2 separate regions of the Gossypium hirsutum genome follow, and region 2 is linked to region 1. Evidence: chromatin contacts called from public Hi-C data. All regions are on one chromosome and are shown on one strand. Each heading gives the region's core, a stretch centred on a gene start, on an enhancer-like site or on the middle of the called end of the contact. The rest is flanking DNA. Distances are from core to core; before and after follow the strand shown. Region 1 holds the start of LOC107922743 (peptidyl-prolyl cis-trans isomerase FKBP15-1). Region 2 holds the start of LOC107924028.

Region 1 (6,910 bases), core at 162-2,661:
TATCTGTACATACAAATCTATAACAACATGAACCAACTGAAAATTGGCATACAATGTTACGAAACAGCACTAAGGTTACCAAATGAAATGGAAAAATGTAAAACCTTACTCTATTTCAACTCTGCATTTCATTTGATTTCATGAAGAAACCTTACTCTGTTTATTCAGAGATAAACAGACATGAACCAACCAATACTGCTAACCCTAAATAAACCAAGGCTCCCCCCGAAGAATCAACATATACATATATATGCGTCCGTATAAGAGAAAGAAAAATTACTACCACTCAAAATTAAGGATGTGTTTGGTTGGTGGAAAAGTAAGAAGATGGAAGGAAGGAGTGAAAAAGTCAAAAACTAAAAAATTTTTAAGCATGCTTAATAAGAAAATTAGTAAGAAGAAACAAAATTGGATAAAAACAGATTATTCCAAATTAGAATGATAAAAAGAGAGAAAATGGGAGAAGCATGCATATTAGTTATAAATAATGCATTTTTCAAAACCTTCATTTTCTTTTTCCTTGTTTTTGAACTTTATCAAGCAATTCTTTCAAATTTTCAAAATCTTTCCTACCAATCACATTAATAAAAATCTTTCTATAATTCTGCTCTTCCAATTTTCATCTATCTAATTTCCTTCCTACTTAACCAATTAAAGCTTCGAAGTCCCCAAAACAAAATATATCATATATAAGCTATTGAGAGACAATTTTTACAGCTTTATTTTATCACAGATCAAATTGAAAAGAACATGAAATGACATAGAAAATAAGGGGAAAAGAAATACTTTGACGCCGATCTGCAGCTCGGTCACATCAGCTGATTTCTTGGCATTCGCTGAGGAATTCGAAAAGTGTACAAAAATAAAATCAATAATTAATTAAAACGAAAGAAAGCTAAACTGCTACAATTTTTTTAAAATATTAAATCAGAAGACAAGAGACGTTTCAACAATCGATTAGATCTGGAAATTATGACACCGTATAATTAATAACCGAAAGAATATAATTGGATAAGAAACTTACCTAATGCGAAAAGAACCAACAGAAGCACAATCGGAACCACCTTCAACGCGCAGCTGATACTCATTTTGTTTCACTCTCTCTAACTCCGACTAATTCTCTCTCGACTTATATTCTCTGTAAATTTTGGCGTTGCGAGATTTTATCTAAAGCAAAAGCAATCCGAATACTTAAAATGGGCTGAAATGGTCTTCTTCTTAGACTCTTTCAAGGCCTCAATTTTATGGTAAGGCCTGCCCATTTTAAATGTGCAATGGATGGCTCTCATTCCTCACCATTTTGAATCTCCCTATAAAAAACTTGCTCTACCAACATCATTCATTAAAGCTGGCTGCAAAGGGAAACTTGGCCTTTTTCGGACCTTTCTACTGATGAAACACAGGTTCTATTCAAGCAATCACTGTGACTTCCATTAAACACTAAATATTACTAATTAATTTTTTTTTTGTGAAGAAAATGGATTTACTATTTGAAAAGTCATCTATTGTTTATTTAGATTTTATCATTTATCATTAATGAAGATCAATATTTTTTCAATTTTGGCTAAAAAATGAGTGATAAATAATTAATGGAATTTACTGATGCGTGTGATATTTTGGGTAAATAATTAGTTAATTACTGATTTTAATATAAGATTGTTATACATCATTAATTATCAGCATGAATCTCAGGATGGTTCCGGGTCGTCTATCCGCGACTTGGATTGGTCTCACCAAACGATTGAGTGTGAGGCAAATCGTGAGAGGACAGCGAGGGGAGCTCGCAAACCCAATTCTCAAGGAGAGCTTACACGAACAAAGGGAAGACCGCGGTCTCAATTCGCATATACTCAATGAGCTCACAGAAGAAAGGCTGCACTGTTCATGACTTGACCTTACTCTTCTTAGTATTGATATTTTGAGTGGATTTCAGGCATGCTGGACACGTGCTTCAGTCTGGGTTGCTTGTCAGACCATGCAGTCTCCCTTCTACGAGCTTCTTGATATATGCGAACTAAGACCGTGACCTTTTCCATTGGCGGATGCAGGGGTTGGCAGGGGCCCTAGCCCCCTTAAAATGGAAAATTTTAATTTTGGCCTTTGAATTTTTTTTAAAATTTTAAATTACTAAAGGTAAAATTGTATTTTGGTCCCCTTAAAATTATAAAAATTCGGTTTAATCCTTTAAAAATTATAAAGATATAGACTATAAAAAACTAAAATTTTATTCGACTCCCCCTAAAAATTTATTCTAGCTTCGCCCTTAGCCTTCTCTTAGTTCATGCGAGCTTTCCTTGTGAGCTGGGTCCACGAGCTCCCCTCACTATCTTCTTACAGTTTACGTCAAACTCAATCGTTTAGTGGGACTTATTCGAACTACGGATAAGCGACCCGGATCCTACTTTGAATTCAAGCAAGTGACCACTTGTATATAATAAGGATATTAGATGAGTGTGCTCCTGGACTTTTTTTCTTTAAAAAAATTGAATGTAGAGAAATGAAATTGTAGAAACAGAAATGGTATTTCCGAAAGGGAAAACAGGGTAATAATTGTTATTGAGTTGTGAAAAATTTTACTAATTTTACCTTGATTTTTTTATAAAGGTAAGCTGGTAATTTTTTTTTACTTATTGGATAATTCAACATAAAATAAAAATGTTTGGTAGAAGTTGTATTTAAGGGAGAATATTTTCAATTAATCTAATTTTTATAAAAGAAATGTGAAAAATGATAAATAGATAAGAGTTATTTATTAAATATTTTCAATTAATTCAGTTTTATTTTATTTATTTTAATATTATATTACCTTAAAATTTATATTTAAAATGTGATTTTATTTAGAATAAAGTTAAATGTTTAAGAATTATGGAAAAAATAGAATAAATATTTTATATTATTAAATAATCTAATTATATTTCTTACTTAATATATTAAATATATTTTATAATTTATATTCGTTACTTAAAATTTTAAATTAGAAATAATTATTAAGTTTTGAACTAACGTGAATAAAAAAAATTAATAATCAAATTGAAAAATTAAATGTTAATCAAATTGAAAAATTAAAGGTGGCTTTGTCCCATCAAAAAATTTGGAGTTGTTTTCCGAAAATTAAGTTTGACGAAATAATTTGTTTGGTATTAAAAAGTATAATTCGCAATGATTTATAAACAGAAAAAAAATGGCAATGATCATTTCAATGCATTTCATTTATTGTTTTCATCCATCATCTCAATAGTCAGTCGTCATTATCCCTATCTAAACATTATTCTCAATTCACTGGATAAACAGTCAGTGATAATTCTGATTAACAAACCCTTAAACAGCTTTAGATTAATCTAAATATTATCTACAAAACATCCTTAAGTTATGCTTATTTTAGTAAAAAACAATGTCTATAGTTATTGAAAAAGATGTACCTCCAACGAAGGACTAGAGGGCTGCTGCTCATTTGTGGAGGAGTCCCCGAGCCAAACAGCTCTCGTATGACTCTACCTTGCTTATTGAACAACTACAATTTTGTCCGCCACTGCTTTGCTTCAAACTCAAACTTCTCTGTTAGTCTCTCATCATTGGTAATCGCATACGAGGCTCTGGGAGAAGTATATTGTTATACATCAGTGATCACCAACCCGAGTCCTAGATAAGACCCGAGTCAGCTACCCGTGACCCAAATAGATCTCACCAAATGATTGAGTGCGAGGCGAATCACGAGAGGATAGTAGGGGAGTTCATTGATCTAGCTTGCAAGGCGAACTCGCGGTTCCAGCTCGCACGAACTGAGTGAGGATTGCAGCCCCAGTTCACATATACCCAAGGTGCTCACTGAAGGGAGATCACGTGTTCTGCAGGCAACCCTGAGTGAAACACGTGTCCAGCGGGCCTAAAGCCCACTTAGAATGTTAGTCCCGAGTACAGAGAGGACCACGTACACTGCAGACGGCCCAGGGCGAAACACGTGTCCAGTAGGCTTGGAGCCCGCACGAAATGTCAATCCTAGAAACAATGGAGTCGAGATAAAACAGTGGGGGTCAAGTTGCGAGCTGTGATAATAGAAATACACGAATGCTTCTGTTGATGAGATACGAGACAAAATACTCAACACATCTTGTCACTAATGCTGAATACGGGTTTCCTTGCTCTACTTCCTCTCCCTTTTCCTTTTTGTTTCTTCTAAGTTCTTTTCTATAAGTTTCATTTTGGAGGGTTTTAAATTTTAATATATCATGGTTTGATTATTTTTAAGGTGTTGAGATCTTAAGCCAAGTGGGAGTAAACTACGATCAACTTAGAGACAATCTACCATCTCCCCAAAACAATCAGTTAAGCTAATCCAATCCCTCGAAGCCAAACATGTCAAAATCAACGACGCAAATCCCAGCATCCTTAATGCTCTCAACCATATCAATCTCCATGTCTCCATCATGGTCCCAAATGAGCTCATTACTAGCATCTCTGCCTCTCAAAAGCTAGCTCATTCCTGGGTTGCATCCAAAGTTCTCCATTTTTATCCCCACACTAAAATTTGATACGTCCTCATTGGTAACGAAGTCATTAGCACTTCCCCTAATCCCATATAGTGCCACATCGTACCAGCCATGCGTAGAATTAAAGATGCCTTAATAACCCATTCCCTTAACAAAATCAAAGCCGGTGCCTTCATGGCAATGGATGTCTTGGAATCCTCATTTCCACCTTCTAGCAGAACTTTCTGATCTGACATCCTCGGTACGATTGTTAAACCTATGTTATAGTTTTTGAATCGTACCATGTCTTTCTTTTTCCTCCATGTTTACCCGTATTTCTCTTAATCCACCCACCCAAAAACATTGACCTCGATTATGCACTTTTTGCTTCCCCAATTGTAACATATACCGACCCAGTCTCCAATTTGACCTACATTAATTTGTTTGACCATATGGTTAACTCAGTTATTTTCGCAATGAAAAGACTAGGTTACCATGATGTTCAGATCTAGATAGCGGAAACGGGTTGGGCCAACGTCGATGATGCCGATCAAATAGGAACCAACATTTATAACGCCACCACGTACTACTGAAATATTGTCAAGAAACTAATGACCAAGCCTGCAATCAGCACTCCAGCCCAACTTGAATGGGTTCTCCTATCTTTCATATTTTCTTTTTTTAATGAGAACTAGAAACATGGTCCAGAAACCGAGTGGCATTTTTGCTTGTTGTATTCGAACGAAACCAATGTGTAAGGAATGATTTGAGTGGCGAGACTCTGGATTTGTTTCGAGCCTTTGCCGAAGCTAGATAACAATGTGCAGCATAAGACAAAGGTGTTGTGCGTGGTGGGTAGAGGAGCTAACGCGAGCGAGTTGGTTTCGGCATTATCGTACGCATGTTCGCAATGGAATAAGACATGTAATGACTCAAAATTTATGGGTATCAAAAATCGTGTTTCTGGCTTACTATTTTTAAAAATCGGGTTCGTAAATATTTTTTAAAAATATTTACGAATGTTAGTTGAGTGATTAATTAGATTTTTGGTTAAGTGAATTAGCTTGAATTAATGTTGATTTAGTAAAAGGACTAGATTAAATATAGTGTAAAAGTTTAATTATAGACTAAAGAAAAGTGAAGGGACTAAATTAGTAAATAAGCCATAAAAGAAATAGTGACAAATGTGTGGAAAAATAAGGTCCCATGTGTATGTATAATATACATATATTTATATTTAGTATTTAAGTATATAATATAATAATATAATAATATAATAATATAATATAATAAAACATAAAATAAATAAAAGGAAATAAAGAAACAAAATAGAAAAAGTAAAAGAAGGTGGAACGAAAATTGGGGAAAGAAAGAAAGAAAGAAAAAGAAAGGGGAAAATTGGGGATTTGAAGCTTTAAGCTTTAATTGGTAAGTTAATCAAGTCCTTTTTACTTAATTTTGATGTTTTAGAAGTTTTAGAATAATGTTTTGATGAAATTAAGTTGATACTTTGAAAGTTCATAGGTTTTTAAGCATGGTACATGTTGAACAAATTGGAAATTAAGGAAAAAGTTGAATAGAAATTGAAATGTATAATGTGAAATGGTATATTCATAATTTTTAATTGTTTAATTTTCATAGCTAACGTAGTACTGGAGACATCGACAAAGAAAGGAAAAGAGAAGGTTGACGAAGAGTAATCCAAGAATTACAGTTTGTATTTCTATTAACCGAACTTAAAAATTAATTATTGCTTTTATTATTTAATGTGTATGGTAAGTGAGATAGAGGCAAAAATTGCAATTTTTGCATTGAATCGAAATAAGTTGCGAATATTGAATCAAAGTGTGAATTGACTGTTATCTGAAAACTGAAAGTGAATTGAATACCCTATTAACAGTGTCGGGCTAAGTTGAATATAATTGGCATGCCATAGGATTGGAAGTGTTCAGGGATACTTCGACCTTCAGTCGATGAGACACTATAACTATCGTACTGTTGCTTCAACTTTGAGTCGATGAGGCACTATGTGTGTCGTATTATTACTGTTACTTCGGTTTAATCCGATGAGGTACTGAGTACCGTACTGTTACTGTTTACTTCAGCAAAGTCGATGAGGCATTAAGTGCCGTACTGGTGTGTTGGTTGGATCCGTGTATCCGTCTAGATCTGAGTTATGTTAATAGGGGTAAACTACTGTACTAAATTATTGAATGACTGTACTACTGTACTGAACAACTAATTGATATTGAATTGAATTGAATATTTCTTGGAGAATAAGTTGTAAATATAGTTATTGCCATGAAATAGAAATCTTATAGTTTAAATGCATTTGAGTTAATAATTGAATTAAGTGTTGGTTTATAGAAATACCACTGAGTGCATACTCAGCGTACGGTTTGTGTCCGTGCGCAGGTCAGGTATGAAAGTGACTAACTACTCAG
Region 2 (6,181 bases), core at 378-2,877, 140 kb before region 1:
GGATTGAACTGATTTTCCTCATTTCCTTTCTGTCTCTCGCCTCGGTTGGCTTCAGTTAATTCAATCCGGCCAATCTCCTCTGCCACATCCTCATGAAATATAGCACCTTGAAGTATGTTCGCATCAGCCATGACATCTCTTAAAGAAATCAAGAATGAAACAAAACAAATTCAAGCTTCTGAAAGAAAGAAATAATGAGTCACACTATAACGAACCATGCTTACTTATACTGCTTGGTTCCAATGAACGAAGCAAATAGTGTATCGCCTGCTTCTGCTAACAGATACCTGCAATGAGAGAGATGCAAAGGAAAAATAAGGGAACCAACAAAGCCAAATTGCAAGGTAATATCTTCGGCAAGCATGCATCTACTGATTAATAGTACTTCATGGTGGAGTACCATCAAAGACCTAATCCAGACTAAATGAAAACCAGGCAACCAGCTAAGTTAATCACCTTATGAGCCATATGTCATTTTTTAAATTTAGGATGGATGCACACACCTGCATTCGAACTCATTAATGATGCTCTCTTATTCTTCTTACCTTTCTATTTAACCCCTTTTTGTCCACATTTGGGCCAAAGCTACACAAGCATGTCGAATCGTTGACAAGTAATGAGAAAATTCCAGTTAAATTTATTATTTATAGGAAAAAAAATGTTTTCATACTCGCATTGCATGCAGTTTTAAATCAAAATTACGACTTTATGTAAAGAATCACTATGTTATTCGTACAAAAACTAAATCATCTTCAGCAACATCATTATAGCTTGCTATTGCAGCACAAGGTCATTCATCTGTGCTCGAGTTAATATGAAAGATTGTTTACAACTATGTAATAGACGAGGAGTGTAGATTATAGAGTTAAAAATAAATACCTGTGTGGAACATGATCCGAAGAAGGTTGTACGCGTTCTATAGAAACAATTTGTCCTCCAAAATCAGCCTTAAATTTGTTCACAGCTCGAATCATCTCAGTAGCAGGTTTCTACAAAGAAAGGGATGGAAAAGAATATTTTTCCCATAAATAATAGAAAATTTATCATAAGACATGCAGTTCCTTTTTGTAATTAAACATGGATAAAACTTAGCTCCTTTGAACTTAAAATTTTTTAAATTAACTGTCAAATCATAACATCTTTTAATATATATGTGTATAAAATTGGCGTGATGGGGAAATATTGGAGAAAGCCGCAATTATTGCTGTACCTTGTAAACGCACTCGGAGAGGACCATGCAACAAAGAATGTCCTGCAAATCCGAGAGAGAATCAGCTTTGACGGCTCGGCAAAGCTCTTGGAGTTGGCGCTTTCGCCTTTCGTACTCTTGATGGAGTTTCTGGCGCTGCTCCATGTCGCCGTTGTTCCACGGCGGCCAATGCCACCTCATCCGCCACTGAAGCGGCCCCCACGAGACCTTGAGGATCTTGGCTCTTTGGTCCTTGATCCATGTCTCCACTCTGCTTTGTATTGATTCCATTATTATTCGATCAAAACAATGTTTTCTCTTTCTTTTTCTTTTCTTTTTTTTTTATTTGGGTTTGTCTGCCTTCGAATGGTACATTTGAGATTTTAGAATGTGAGAGATAGGGCAACTCCGAGTTTTATTGGGCGAAGCCGAAAGCCGAAGCCAAGCTAAAACAGCAGAAACCTCTACTTAAATGATCAATTACGTGTACGCTAAGTTCACTTTCTCTGTCGGAATGGTAAGTTTAGCAATAACTATTTTTAATATGTGTAAAATGTATTTTTGGATAAAAATATTCTTCAATAAGTTATTTATTTTAGAAGTTAAAAATTTTAATTTCTTCCCACATTTCAAAAATATTTTTGAAAAATATCCCTAAATTAGGTCGTAGTTTAATTGTTGCTCCCATTTAAGGTTGTCTTTAACAATGCTGAAAAAAAAGCACTTTTGACTTAAAGTCAAAAGCAATTTTACTTAAAAGCACTTTTTGCTGAGAAGTTAACTTGTTTAGCTTTTCTTTAGAAGTATTTTTTTTTATTCCTCTATTTTTCTTCACTCGAAAACACATGGTATTTCCATTTTCTTTTTTTTTCAAATCATTAATTAAAAATAAAAATAAAAGCATTCCTTAAAATTATACAAATCTGTTAATATTTAATTACAAATATTTATTAGTTATATTTTAATATTTAAAATATAGTTTATATATTTGAATTAAATTTTATAAATAATTTAAAATTTATTTAAAATATAGTTTATATATTTGAATTAAATTTTATAAATAATTTAAAATTTATTTTCCATATATTAAAATATTAACAACAAAATATTTTCTATATTTTTACTAAAATATCATAATATTAACTAATTTCAAAATTATTTAAATATTTATTCGTTACTTTATAATATAATCTCTAAAATAAACATTTTATTTCTCAAAAGTATTTTTTAACAACAATATTAAAAACTTAAATTTTAAATCAAACTTTTTCAAATCACTTTTTAAAAATAATTTTCAAAAGAAATGATAAACTAACTCTAAATTTTATTCATCAACAGAGAGATACTATCTTCCTTTAAAAGGTATTCATGGTTAGTCAAGTTTTAGACTAAGCACCCGTGATAATAAATTTTAAAATTACACCCACTAAATAAAATACAAATTTGGTTAATTTTAGCCTTTTTAGTGATTTTTACTCTTAACAAAAATAATCTATTTATTTTAAATTAATATATTTATTGAAAATAAATTTTAAATATTTTATATGTAATTTTTAACTGAATTAAATAGTATTTAAAATAAATTAATATTAATTTTTTTTATGGTTTTAAGGTGAAAAGTGTTGCATAAAAATAATGAAAATAAGAAAAAGATAAAATTGTCTCAAAATATAATTTTAATTTTCAAACTATTTGATTAGTTTGTAGCATACTGAAATTTTCAACAAAATGATGACTTACTATCGTACCAAACTCCCTCTTAATTTCTTCATAATAATTTCAGAATTGTATGTTTTAGCCAATTTCACAATAACCTCAGAGATTTTTCTTTTTCACCTCTCCCTTTCAAAAGAACGAGGTGTTCATTTTGGATGCCATCGGACCTCTACTGTAATTGGCATTCAAAGCAAAATTGCATCATCATTTTGCTAAATATTCAACCCAATAAAATATTAGGCTTAAAAATCACCAAAATTCAAACTCAATTTTAGATGCGATGTATATGTGTATGGGATAATTTTTGTTAACTAATGTTATTTTTTAAGGTTATTTTTTAATGGATTCTAGATATTTTTTAGGTTGTGATATATTCATATTGATTGAAGAGTCATTAATTTCAAACAGACTCTGACTTGTTTAATTCCAAGTCAAAGAACTCAAGTTATGATCGTTTTAATGAAGATTGTGTAAGCAAAATTTCTAGACGGGATTATTACAGAAAATTACAAATTTTAGGTTTTAATGAGTATAAATCATATTAGGTTCAATTTCAAGACTTAACCTTGATCACATATTAGGTTTTATATTTTTTACTTATTTATTCCGAATATTTATATTTCTTAATCAACAAGAAAGTTTAATTAGTATTCTCATAATTCTTAAAAAAAAACAACTAAAAACGAAATATATATATATTGCAAATAAAGAAACTCATAGAGTTGTATTGAATTAAATAAATGAACGGCCTCCTAAGATACATTTGTATAAATTAGTTAATTACATCAAAATAAAACTTCTTTTAATGGAACTAAATTTTATTGTTGAATAAGAAACATAAATGTTCTAAACAATTGAAAATACCGAAAATATATTATTTAAAAAACTTAAGTTTTTATTTTTTTAATTTATCCAAATGTATTCAATGATTTTATAAATTTATTAATTAATAATATATTATGTAATTATTTAAGTAGATTTTTTAAAAGATATGACCAAATTAATTAATTTCACATTAATATACTACCATATTCATTAATTACTTTCATTGTTACCACATAATAATACTAATAAATTATTATTATAATATAAATTCAGTAATATAATTAAAATAAAAAATATTCTCAATCAATTTAAATGTCTTTTTCAATTTTTATTTTTATATATATTATAAAATTATAGATAGATAAAGTATTGAACTCGTAGTGACTACTAGAGCAATCTTAAATAGTAAAAATATAAAAGCCTATCACTTGATTTAAAAAAAAAAAACTCAAAAATAAATTTTATGGGTGAACAGTTTGTAGCCACTAAACCAAAGTTTCTTTATATACTTTTTAAGTCAAATATAAAATAATTAATTTTACCAAAAATTACTAAAATATTCATAGATGGGTCTGTGGCGATTTTTAAAAAAATTAAATTAAAATCCGACTAAAAAACAAAGAAAACTTTATAATGGCTCCTTCTACTTAGACGGAAGAAGAGCCCATATTTAGACATGGGCTCAAATGACACAGACAATCTTAGAAAGGATGGCGGCCAGGGAGGTGCTGTACGGGTCCAATATGTATGGGCTTGAACTTATTAACGAGAGAAAACTAATCCATGTTTTATCATTTTGGAATGAGATTCGACAGGCACCGAAGCTTTGGTATCTTATTTTAATTTCTTCAATTTTAATTTGGTTAATTTTAATCTTTATATTTTTTAAAATTTAGATTTTTAATCTTGATCCAAACGATAATAGTTAAATTCTAATATTAGTTTTGTGTTATGCGAAAGTTTTGGATTTAGTCCATCTTGTCAAATTTAATCATTTTCAGGCCTTATATATTAATTTTTTTAGTATTATATGAAAATAGTTAGTTTATATGATATTACACACGTGATGATATGTTTATTACATAAAATTTTGAAAATAGTAGACTGCTACTATTTAGATAGAATTAAAATTTTAAAATTTGAAATAAATAAAAAATATTAAATTAAAGTATAATGATTGAATCCACAACTTAGAATACTATAAAGATTAATGATAAAAATTAACAAATAAAAAATCATTGGGCCTACTCTTAATACGAGCTTTGTCAATCAAATGGAGAGTGTCAAAACCTTTTTGGAAATCGACTTTTTATTTAAAACGAAAATGGAGTCCCCACCAATCTTTTTTAATTAGGTGTGATTGAATCACCTCAAAACTTGGTCATTTTAATAAAATGTTAGATTTACTAAAACGATAATTTTCGTTCTACAAAATCCAAAAAATGAGTTTGGGAGTCTATTACGTATTAAGAAGGATTAGCACCCCTTCATAACGTCCAAAATTGGTACCTAGTTAATACTTAATGTCTTAACATCAAAAATTGAAAATCCAAAGAGAATTTAAAATGCGATTCTTTTCGCGCGATGTTATTTGATGGTATTAAAAAAATCCCTACCTAAATTGAATTTTTAATGAGAAAGTTTCCTCATTTCGTATTGATCGAGACGAAAAATCATGTCCTTTAAGTTGGGGCACAAAATCTTGAATTCTCGAAAATAAGAACGCTTACCGTTTGATTATAACCTAAGTCCTACGTGTATTCAATTTTAAAAAAATATGTTTGATTATTTAGGCTCAAAGAGAAAGTCGAACCCTGTAAGTTAGGACACAACTTCTCAAATCCCTAAATAAAGAACATTGTCTCTGTTTTATTATTTCTTATGCATCGAGTACAAGCTAATATAACATTTAACGTGATGTGTGATTAATTTGTTTGAGTTTGGTACCAAATGAACGAGTGCATGTAAGCATAATATATAATAAAATAATGGCAAAAATAAAATAGCTACATAGGTACAAATGAAATAACATTATAATGAAATAATAATAAAAGAATAAAATGATTGTAGTAAAGGTAACAAAGGTAAAAATGTAAATGATTATAACATGATCATGATAATAATACTGTTAATAATAGTCATATCTAATGAAACTAAAATAAAAAAATAACTACTCAAGGATGTAAATAAAATTGCATAATTTAGAGAGGGGCAAAAATATAAATAATTATAAAATAAAAATGTTAGAAATAATAAAATAACAAAAAATAGGCAAAGGACTAAATTGAAAGCTAAAAGAAATTCTAAGCATAAATTAAAAAAAAAAGCAAACAAAGGATTAAATCAAAACAAAAAAAAGTATAGGGACTCAAGGTGTTATTTTCCCCAACTCAGCATACGCGTCATTCCCTTGGTAGATCAACAGTGGGTCAAGGAACTGATTTGAAAAGA

Evidence for each region. A called contact is a pair of places that touch in the nucleus more often than the background predicts.
Region 2: a contact with region 1 is called in a Hi-C map of leaf, with 2.4 times the contacts expected there. The contact joins the promoter of LOC107924028 here to the promoter of LOC107922743 in region 1. A contact is called at or near these places in 2 of 34 Hi-C or Micro-C datasets (leaf and seedling).

What each region holds. Positions count from the first base shown.
Region 1 is chrA11:17,306,097-17,313,006 of Gossypium_hirsutum_v2.1, reverse strand. It overlaps LOC107922743 (peptidyl-prolyl cis-trans isomerase FKBP15-1), which reads right to left and starts at 1,411. Exons shown (of 6, transcript XM_016852896.2): 1 at 1,025-1,411; 2 at 787-836. The coding sequence starts at 1,088.
Region 2 is chrA11:17,442,523-17,448,703 of Gossypium_hirsutum_v2.1, reverse strand. It overlaps LOC107924028, which reads right to left and starts at 1,627. Exons shown (of 14, transcript XM_016854280.2): 1 at 1,211-1,627; 2 at 880-989; 3 at 225-287; 4 at 1-138. The coding sequence starts at 1,480.